2 separate regions of the Mus musculus genome follow, and region 1 is linked to region 2. The links are chromatin contacts, called in public Hi-C maps. All regions are on one chromosome and are shown on one strand. Each heading gives the region's core, a stretch centred on a gene start, on an enhancer-like site or on the middle of the called end of the contact. The rest is flanking DNA. Distances are from core to core; before and after follow the strand shown. Region 1 overlaps Gpc6 (glypican 6). Region 2 overlaps Gpc6 (glypican 6).

Region 1 (5,719 bases), core at 2,790-5,289, 250 kb before region 2:
AACAGCTTTAAGAGCCGGGCGTGGTGGTGCACACCTTTAATCCCAGCACTTGGGAGGTAGAGGCAGGCAGATTTCTGAGTTCGAGGCCAGCCTGGTCTACAAAGTGAGTTCCAGGACAGCCAGGGCTATACAGAGAAACCCTGTCTCGAAAAACCAAACCAAACCAAACCAAACCAAACCAAACCAAACCAAACCAAACCAAGCCAAACCAAACCAAACCAAACCGAACAGCTTTAAAATCAATTAAGAAGATCTGGGTAGAGAAGATGGAGAACGCTAGGAAACCACAGAAACTATGTAGTGGTCTTATAAGCTAAGAAGCCTTTCCCAATCACAGGGCTAGGACGTAGGTGACACTGGGGTCCTGCGACCAACTAGGAATCTTCATTTCCAACAAGTACCCTCAATGCCCACATCAACTCTAATGCAAGAAAGGTGACAAGAGAGATGGAGCAGGAGACAAGGTGATCTTCCAGGGCGTAGTCAGCAACCTCAGGTCTGTCTTCGTTGACTGAGAGGGTTTTAAAGATTTCAAATGTAACACAGTGTCCTGCGCTCTCCTTTTCATTTCTGTTATGACCTCAAGACGGATTCTCATGATGAGAGAGGCGCATTGAAATTTTAGTCTTTATTTTCTTCATTTAACCTTTCTCAGTGTTCTTATATTGCCATAACTTTGTGTATGAGCTGTCCTCTCTAAGGGAACAGCACTGGCTGTATGGCTGTGCTCATGCATTCTATTAATTATCACCCACTAAGCATGATTTCTATGTGGGGTACTTCATCAGGCACAGGAGCTAGACTGATGAGAAGCACATCATGCCTCCCTTTGAGGTATGAACATCAAAAGTGTGGCATGGTGCAAAGTTAAGGTTCGTAAGAACTGGAGGGAAAAAGGAGTCCATGTGGAGGGGCCACAGTGTCGCTATTGTTGTTGTTGTTGGTAGCGTGTGCATGTGTGTATGGTGTGTGTGTGTATGTGCACATGTGTGCATGCCTGTGTGTTTCCAACCAAAACAAGTGATTTCTGCATGAAGCCAGTTAAAATGAGAGAAAACAGGAAGGAATGTGTGATGCGGTGAGTGGATGGGTCAAGGCCTTAAGAAGGTGATCTTCATATTCAACGTCTCATGTGGATAGGGTCCTCTTGGGCTTGGAAAGTATTTTGCAATCATTGAAACGGAAGTGCCTAGGTTACAGAGGTAGGCACTATTGCGAGAGGAGTGGGTGGATCCCAGCAGATCCCACAGGACTGGAAAACCTACGTGAGCAGAGAGAGCTCATAAGACTGAATTGCCTGTAGTTTGCAGCAGCTAGACCTTTTTCCATTGAATATCCATGGAAGGTGACAGAACTGCCCAGGTGAGGACAAAAAGGAATGGAATGATTCTGGGGGTACCGCCCAGCTGAGCGGTGGTCTGGCTGCTAATGACCGAGAGATAGGCATGGTGCTGGCCACACCTGTCACAAGCTAGCTAGCTAGCACCTCTACAGCACACTTTGCACTTCAGTTAGCTGCAGCTTCTTAGAACTGCTTTCCTCTCAAGACTCCCCGCTTGCTCAAACCTTTGCCCATGCTACTGAGAAGTATTTTTTTTAATATTTATTTATTTATTATATGTAAATACACTGTAGCTGTCCTCAGACACTCCAGAAGAGGGAGTCAGATCTTGTTATGGATGGTTGTGAGCCACCATGTGGTTGCTGGGATTTGAACTCCTGACCTTCGGAAGAGCAGTCGGGTGCTCTTACCCACTGAGCCATCTCACCAGCCCCGAGAAGTATTTTTTTAGTATGCTGAGAGAGATGTCTTTCCTTTCTCCCTTTCCACATCCTCTTCATCCTTCCACGCAAAGATTCTGCAGGCCGAGAGAAGCTGGGGAGTAGGCTGGGCTGAAATTTTTCATCCATCCGTATGTTCTACCATTCCTTGTACTCTTCTGGTTAAAAAGGATAAAGTAGAAGGATTGAACAAGGGCAAGTCCTCCCATTAGTATGTAGAGAAGGATGGTCTCGACCAATCACCTTATAGTGGAGGATAGCCTCACCCAATCACTACAGAGTGGAGGAAAACCTCAACCAATCACTTTATAGTGGGGGTTGGCCTTAACCAATCACCACGTAATGGAGGATAGCCTCAACCAATCACCATGTAGTGGAGGATGGCCCCTGACCAATCACCATGTAATGGAGGATGGCCCCGACCAATCACCATGTAGTGGAGGATGGCCCCGACCAATCACCATGTAGTGGAGGATGGCCCCGACCAATCACCATGTAGTGGAGGATGGCCCCGACCAATCACCATGTAGTGGAGGATGGCCCCGACCAATCACCATGTAGTGGAGGATGGCCTCGAACATGTGATGCTTATGCTTCTACCTCCCTAATGCTGGAATTTCAGGCACCACGCCTATTGTTTAGTCTACTGCCGAGCCACGCCCAGTCCCGTTCATAGTTCTAAGCTCAGGTTGCTTAGTATTCCCTGTCCAACGTGAACACTGTGTAAACAGTTGTTACACTGATTTAGGGAATAGCGATGAAGAGGTCCTCGTATGTTCGGAACAGTATGTTTTTTTTTTTTTAATTTTTTAATATTTTTTGATCCAGGGTCGGTGGAATACGTGGATGCTAATGTCTATGCTAATTAACAGCCCAAGAAGTTTAACTAGTGCTGTCAGGTGACTTGTTGAATTTTGAGCGTTTCAGACAATTTCTGGAATTTTAATTTTCAGTATGTGTGCTCCCTGCTCCAGGTCGAAGGGATAAGTGATGCTTTACGGAATTTGCGATGGCGCCGTCGAGAGAGGGATATATATGTTCTCACACTTGCCTTTTCCACAGGAACGTGTTAATTAGCAGAGAGGCCTCATTACACTCAGCAAGCAGGCTTTTTGCCGACCCAGATCTGGATTGTTTTATTTTATTTTTCTCTCCCAAATCCCCAATTGAGGAGAAGCATCTCGTTTTCTCCAGGGTCTGGGGATGAGGGAGGATGAAGCAATCTCCCGTTACAAACGCTCATGGTTTGTCACATAGTAAAGTTACGAAAAAACAAGGTTTGGGTAAAGATGTGGAAGTGGGTCTCTTGGCAGACTGCAGGGCTGTCTGGACAGATGCACTGGCTCCTGGTCCACAGCAGAGCAGCATCACAGAGAGCCTCAGCTCAAGAACGGCATGCTTCGTGATGGTGTGTGTGTGTGTGTGTGTGTGTGCCCGTGTGTGTGTGTGTGCCCGTGTGTGTGTGTGTGTGTGTGTGTGTGTGTGTGGCAGGAGCCCTGGATAGGCTTAGAAGGGAAACTGGCTTCCAGCTGTGCTCTGCCAATGTGCTGCAGTTTTATAGGACCAAGTGGGGAACATGGGAGACCTCGCGCTCCTCTCTTCGCTTCTGTGATGCCTCCTCAGGCCAAGACTAGCTGGAGCCCTTAGAGGCCTTGGATACACTGACTCATCAGGCTTCCAGGGTGGAGCAGGCTGGTGACAAGGGAGAATGACTTTTCAGGAGCACAGAGAAGCCACCAGCCCCATCTGCCTGTATGCAGTTTCGCCCTGGCTTCTTCGTTTCATACAACACAATCTTACTGCTGAGTAGCAGTGCTGAGTGTCTCAGCCTGAGGAGCGCAGGGAGTGGCCCAGGGAGCTGTAGGCCAACCCAATCCCCTTCCTGACAGCATTGCCAGACTGCCTTCATCTGTTTCCTCAGCCTATTTCCTTAAAGGTGGAGCCATCTCCAGACCAACTGCCTACATACAGCCCTTACACCTTTCCTCAGCCTTGAGGCTCTGCAGAGAGGGCAAAAGCCACTCTTCAGTAAACACAGAGGAGCATAGAAGAAGGGCGCGCAGCATCCCAGGAAGCCCCAGCCTGCCACCACCGAACCCTGGTTTCCCACCTCTGGGTCTTGTTTTGCTGTCTATGTTTCTTTTCTTCTCCTTCCCTCGCCCTTTGTTCTCTGTTTCCAAGGCTTCCTGACTGTGTGGTTTAATTACCCGTCTGCCCTTGCCTCTTCGAAATCGTCTGGAATGTTTCTGAGACATCCAGTGCTGACTCAACCCCATCAGGGAAATTCATGAGGATACGCTACCAAGGATCCGATTCCCTTAGTAACAGCTCTTCACTGTTTCATGTCTGGTTATTTTTATTTAAATCTGAGACCGAGGGAGTTAGCGTGGTGGGCCGAGGTCATGGAGGGCAGCTCAGACCAGTGACCTAGCCACAGATTCACATTCTTTAGGAGCTTTTGTCATTTGAGCTGACCTCCCTATTCAGGCAAGGGCTGATTGCTATTCCTCTTGGTTTTGGGGGGGGGGATAAGGAAGCGAGTTCCCACCCCCCACCCCTAGGGAGATTGTGGTTGAGTGAATTAGAGGCTCAATCACGGGCCCAGATGTGCCATCTTAACTCCCTGGAGCCTCCCATCACTTTCCTATAGTTTTGTGTTCCCACAGAAGACACTGGGACTTCAGGAGCTGGTCTGTCTCAGAACCAGTGTGACATGGGACAGCTGTATAAAGCACTGCCTCCTGAGGATTCACTCTGGGCAGATTTGGTTCTCAGAAATTCTCATTAAGCAGAAGAATGCAGAGGGCTCGCTGGGGATCTGTGTCCCTAGGCGGTGTTTTATGGAAGCTTGGGGGAAAGTTGCCATCCATAGACTTTTTATTATTATTATGACTCTGTCTTTATGGGGCTCCTCCCACTCTTCACCTTTCTCCTTTGTGTTTCTGGTTTGAGTAGGTGCTGCTGGCCTTTTCTGTGAGAGAGCCGTGTGCTAATATGTGCGGGGTACAGGAAGTGAGTGCAGAAGGCACTGAAACATAAATGCAAACTCACCTGCTCCCTGCCCGGAAAGTCTGCGCTCTCTCTCTCTCTCTCTCTCTCTCTCTCTCTCTCTCTCTCTCTCTCTCTCTCTCTCTCTCTCTATGTTGGATATTTTCATTAATCATTCTCGAGTTCTATTTTGAGACAGGATCTCTTGGTTGGACCAGGAGCTAACTAACCAGTTGGGTTAGTCTGTCTGCCCCATGAGCCTCCTGCCTCCATTTCTCCAACTCTGGTGCTACATAGGTGCACATTTCCCCAGCTTACTTGCTGGGTTCTGCGGGATAGAACCCAGGTCCTCATGCACAGCTAGCATTTTACCAACCCAGCCATCTCTTCAGACCACAACCATTATGCTTTTTAAAAGTCACAGTCTACTAATGTCAGACACTCATGCACAGTTAGCCCTGTGCCTGAGAGGGTGACATTTGTCTGTGGATCTCTTGCCTACTGCCGACTCCTGTTCTGTATCCTCTCCTGTTTATCCTTCACCTTCTGCTGAGATATCAGCTTTTTCTTGTGTGTTTTCTAGCTTCCCAGACTGTCCTAGAAGATGCCCCACTGCCTCTGTGTACCAATTCTTCCTTCCAGGCACTTCCACAAGATGGATCTTTCATTCCATTCTGTATAGAACAGGGAGATCAATAGATATCTTACATACACATATATGTCTTTGAATTGTATCACTTTCTCCAAAAGACACAGTTAAGGCACATATATAAAAACATGTATATATAAGACATATAAAATTTTTACAGCAGGATCCACGGTGGGATGCCAGTGTGAATGCATAGCTCGGATGAGTGAGCCCTGTTCAAATTGCTCTGTGTGCTGTGGCTGCTCCTCCCCTTGGTTTTCTTTGTGTAGTACAGGGTCTTGCAATGTATCCCTGGTTGGT
Region 2 (5,418 bases), core at 2,798-5,297:
TTCTATTTGCTCTGTGGCCTTGGTCCACATTCTCAGCTACCCAATGTTCCACTTACTATCTCTAAAAGAAATAGTGACCAGAGTAACGACACGTGTATTAAGAAATTGATAGTAATATTATGCTAATGATACTTGTCAAATAAAATCAGGGCTGGTGATACCTGTCCCCAGTTCTAGCACTTGGGATTAAGCGGAAGTATTGCTATGATTTTAGGGCAGTGTGGATGACCCAGAGTACAAGACTAGCCAGGGTACATAGACATTCTCCTCTCTCCCTCTCCCTCTCCCGATCCTCTTCCCTCCCCCCTCTCTTCCTCCATTCCCCGACACACACAGACACAGACACATAAACACACACACACACAAGCACACACACACAAAGACACATATACAGACAGACATGTACAGACAGACCACAGACCTAGAGACACACAAATATATACACACACACACAGATATAAATCCCCTCACAAACTCAAAATTTAATGAGACTACAATCAATTTAATTTCAAAAGCTATAGAAGTGTTTTGTGTGTAAACAAATAATCCAAGAATCACAAAAACTAAAATCAAACTGGAAAGTCTCTTCAGCAGGCATGGCACACTACACCATTGTACAGCCTTGTACAATTGCTTGTTTTACATTAACAGTCTTATTAGGGCAAACAGAGTTCTTTAAACTGAATTGCTTATAGTTAACTGCTTTGTTTACTCTGAATCATGTTGACAAGGGCATAAAAGTTACAATGTGTGTTCGTGTGTGTGTGTGTGTGTGTGTGTGTGTGTGTGTGTGTGTGAAGAGTCTCACTTTGTGTCCCAGAATAGACTTGAAGTCACGATGCTTCTGCCTTCGCTTCCTGAGTGATAAGTGTGCTTGCGCCATGTTTCTAAAATATCTGTTCCCCATGTCTTTAAAATATTTCTATGTAGGGAGGTAAAATGGTGGGTAGTTTTCTGAAGCCTAGGGAGATTGATGTTTATCGTGGTTAAAACATGTGTTAGTTGGGCCATCCCTGAAGAGTTCCCGTTCCAACACCTACCAGCTACTCTGATGGAACTCTTCTACGTGTCAGGATTCTAAAGATAAGACATCGTATCTGAGGTCCTCAGGTTGAAAATAATCCAACTGGAAGATTCTGTGAAACCTACACGGACAAACCCACAGGCAACATGGTTTGTCTTCACAGTCAACAAAAGTCTTTGGCTGAGTTGACAGTAACCATGGTGAAGGATGTGATCCACTTTATACACCTCGACTTTATCTGGCCGCTCAGGTCACAGCGCAAAGTCTGCAGGAGGCTTGCAGATTGTTTTCCCAACCTACCCACCATATTTAGGAGTAGAGCTACCAGCATATAGCAGCTCTGGGATTGCTATCCAACAACGTTCTTAAGCAATTGAATTGGAAAAGTTTAGCAGAGAACTTGGGGATGCTGACATCTGTGCCCTTTATTAAGTAGCCGAGCATAGCTGAATAAAACTGATTAAGCCTGACGTGCTCCAGCTCCTTACGTCCCTGGCAAGAGAGGATATGCTGGATAATGTCATCAATTCCAACAAACTCAATTATGGGTTGGATAGAGAACTCTCGGGTACCAGCGGCCTCCGAGCAGATAAAAGTGTTTAATAAGTAAGTCCCAGAGCAGAAAACATCAAGTAATTTTTACAAATAGCATATCTAGATATTTGTTCCCAAATTTTAGTTTGCAAACTCTGTTCTATTCTGTTAGAATGTAAAACTATATTGAAGGAAGGGGGAGCAACTTTCTTGATAAATCTTAAGGAAAAGGAGGTCAATCGGATTAAATCACACACACACACACACACACACACACACACACATGCGCACACACACACACGCATGCACGAATGCACACACACGCACGCACACTCACACGCGCACACACACTTGTACATCACAAATGAGACAATAAACACAACAAAAAGAGAAAAGATGGGAAAATATAACTAAAGTAGATGCCTGAGAAGAGGTTAATATCCTCAAAAACATAAGAAATTCATGTAAGTCCAAAGAAGAATACACATTTATAAATGGAGAAATGGCCTGAATCAGATTTCTGTCTGTATGACAACAGATGGCCAAAACCAAACCAAACCAAACCAAACCAAAATATGCACTTTCACTAATTTTATGTGAGAAATGAAAAAAGAGAAGCAACAAGACCTATTTGTACTGCTGAAATAATGGTTATTCGCAAAAGTCAAATATAAAATGTGCAGGCTAGCAAGTGGGGGACATACCCTGTAGACAGTCTGCAGGATGCAAGTAGGTGCCACTGATGTGTGCAAGTGGTAGAGATTTCTCAAAAGTATAAGAACTGAACTATCATGAAGCCGCAGAAAGGCTCAGCAGCTAAGAGCACTTGGCAATGAAATGGATTCTGGTCCCAGCATCTATGCGACAATTCACAACTACCTGTAACTTCAATGCCCTCTTCTGGCCTCTATGGGCATCATACTTGTGGGTAGTGCACATATATACAAGCTGGCAAGACAAAAAAATTATAAACAAACAAACAAACAAACAACAACAACACAACCCTGAGAACATAAAAGCAGAACCTTTACGTTTCACTCTTTGGTTTCATCATGGATGCTATATCCAAATGAAATAAAACCGGCTGTGACGAATCTGTAGAGTTTTCTTCATCACAGTTTAGTTGATACAAGGAGTCCCAGGGTCCATCAAATAGACAGCGAAATAGAATGGGATATCTAGATGCAACACAATGCGGTTTGGCGATTGAAAAGGGCTGCTGTCCAGAGTGTCTGTGTGCATGAAATTGAAGGGCATTGTGTTAAATGAAATAAGCCAGGCACAGTAAGAGAAAATCCAAATGTTCCCCCTCATACTGAAAACGCGGAAAATTGATTGTGTAGAAGTAAAGAGGAGAAAGGTGGCTGTGGCTGGGTGTAGTTGAGGGAGGCGGTAAGATGTTGGTCAAATGTTAGAGCAGTGGTTCCCAACCTTTCTAATGTTGTGGCAACCATCAACCATAGAAATGTTTCATTGTTGATTCATAACATGCAATTTAGCCCAAAGGGGTCACACCCATTTGAGGACTGCTAGATTAGAGTGAGTTCGAGAGATTTGTCATATAGTTGATGATATATTAATGCTTCATGTTCTTATAGACAATAAATATCTAAGGTGATACTTGCCAATATTCTACAGTGCATGAATGTTTAAAACATATTATACATATAATAATTTAAAGGTTAATGTAAAATAACCATAATAATAAATCCTGTCAGAATCAGGATTGAATCTTCTCTGGCTTCTGCCAATAAAGATGCTATACTCGGCAGTAAAATTTACATATCCCTTTTTTTTTCTCCCTAAAGGTTCCTATGAATTCTCTTAAAACTTAAGATATTAAGGTAAACTTCATATAAGGGTAATAAAATATAACTATTCTTTATAATTCATATAGTTGCTTTTTAAGCATTCACCTGATGTCACACTCTTATTATTTATAATCATTATGTTAAATAATAATGTCTCAGCTCAAAGTTAACAGTGGACATGGTTTGTTTCTCAAAGGAGGAATGGAGGCTTAGGCTCCTGCTAACCTTTGGATGTCCTAGTGCAACAGAAGGTCTCCTGGAAAAGCTCATAGGCTTCGGCTATCTCTTACACAAGATGCCCTTCCACATTAGCAGAGTGTTCAAGGCATTGGCTGGAGAAGATGTAAAAAGCCAGACCAACAACACTCTATAAGCTGCTCCTGTGACCACAAATGACTGCTGCTAGGGATCTCTCAAGATCCTCACAGTTCCAGTTCTGATGTAGTACTAGATCCCGAAGCACAGCAAAGTCAAAGGATACCAAGGTTAGAGTCACATACAGAAAGATGGATTATTTCCCCTTCGGTCATTTATCCCCAGTGAAGGGAACCAGGCATTAAGGAACCATTAGGTCCGAAGCCATAAGGATCTGATTTATGATGTATGAACTAAGTGACCTTTGGCAGGCTACTAAATCTCTCCTGAGCAGTCATTATCCTTATCAACAGCCTGCTAGGCATGGTGTCCACAGTTGAGGCAGGGAGAGTGACAGGGCCTGCTGCATGGTGCATCGTTGAGACACATAAGGTTTCTTCTGTGGTTTCAAGTAGTTAATCACACATACTTGAAACATTTCAGTCCTGTTCCTGCTTTCTACGCTATCCTGGCTAAAAGCCACATTTTTTTCTTCTAATTTGCTTCTGTTTCTGAGGCCTGGTGTGTATTCTATTCTTCAGAGTTGACTTAATCATGCTGGCCTTGTTTTACATGCCTTGGCTCTGCTCTCTTTCCCAGCACACACAGGCTTTGACACTTACAATGGCTTGCAGCCCTCTGCCCGATTCTTGGCTTATCTCCAAACATGAAAGGCAGAATTTCTTAGGTCTACCCATTCATCTATTTCCCCAAGAGGGGATGTGTCTGAATACCTTCCAACACCACCCGTTCATTCCGGCTGTCTGTGTGTCAGAGTGCAGGAGCTGAGCTTTCTTCTTTATAATTCAATAAATCGTCAAGGAATGTTTCCCTTTTCCAAAATCTGTCTTGAGTTAGTTCTCAATTCAAGGTCAGACTTTATCTTATTTTCCAGTGTGCTTCATGGAGTATGCAACTATAGGACAAAACTAAAGTCAGTTTTAAGGCAAGGTAATTAACGGTTTTACCTTTCCTTCCGCTACTATGAAGATGGTCTGGTACATAAAGACACAAGTCTCTGTGTGGGCGTTATGGTACAAACACTATCATGAAAACCTGGTGAATTGAGTTTAAAGTCCAAAACCCACATACAAAGCCAGATGGACAGTACTAATCTGCACCCCAGTGTTCCTAAAGTCATGAGGGTGGCCAGACAGGAATATCACCCAGAAGTTCCCAGGCCATCTAACCCAGACAGTGCCACATGGCTAAAACAAGAGGAACCCTATTGCTACAACGTAGAAGAAAATGATTGATTATTGAAAGCTGTCCTCTGTCATAGGCAAGCCTCACCCCAAATAATAATCAAAGGCCAATATTGATTAAATAAATAAACCTGCCATTTTTATTCATAATAACTCACTAGAAAATTGCTTCCTATTAACGCAGTTATCAGACAAAGCCCTTTGCTTTCATTCACCCCGAGATCACTTTTCTTTGAGGTTGGGACTCTTAGGGTTTCTGGTGATCATTTGTATTTTGTATAGAAAGTGTGAAAATACAGTTGCATGAGTTACAGTTTATCACATGTCTCAGATTTCAGCTCCTGACATGTTTCATTCTGGCCTTTCGTGAAGCTAGTGTTATCCTTGGGTCCCAGTTTTCTGTTAACTAGGTTATAATACCCTTCCTCCCCTGTATTTCTAGGAAGCCATTGGAAACGTTTTATAGTTTTACTAAAGCATGCAGAATATT

The links. Hi-C and Micro-C count contacts between places; a contact is called where the count stands out from the background.
Region 1: a contact with region 2 is called in a Hi-C map of adipose-derived mesenchymal stem cells, with 2.1 times the contacts expected there. The contact joins two enhancer-like sites. A contact is called at or near these places in 6 of 484 Hi-C or Micro-C datasets (the HPC-7 cell line, the N1E-115 cell line, adipose-derived mesenchymal stem cells and 3 more), 1 of 115 datasets of contacts at active chromatin or transcription factors (embryonic stem cells) and 1 of 9 other capture datasets (embryonic stem cells).

Annotation. Positions count from the first base shown.
Region 1 is chr14:117,929,066-117,934,784 of GRCm38.p6, reverse strand. The region is part of intron 6 of Gpc6 (glypican 6); the gene reads right to left. Among named protein-coding and RNA genes, the nearest start is that of Mir6239, 22 kb to the left of the region's middle. Within about 2 kb of position 4,039, at least 140 of the 459 cell types and tissues checked have an H3K27ac peak or open chromatin away from gene starts, as enhancers often do. A contact at or near this core is called in adipose-derived mesenchymal stem cells, where this site is marked.
Region 2 is chr14:117,680,375-117,685,792 of GRCm38.p6, reverse strand. The region is part of intron 4 of Gpc6 (glypican 6); the gene reads right to left. Among named protein-coding and RNA genes, the nearest start is that of Gm52111, 100 kb to the left of the region's middle. Within about 2 kb of position 4,047, at least 25 of the 459 cell types and tissues checked have an H3K27ac peak or open chromatin away from gene starts, as enhancers often do. A contact at or near this core is called in adipose-derived mesenchymal stem cells, where this site is marked.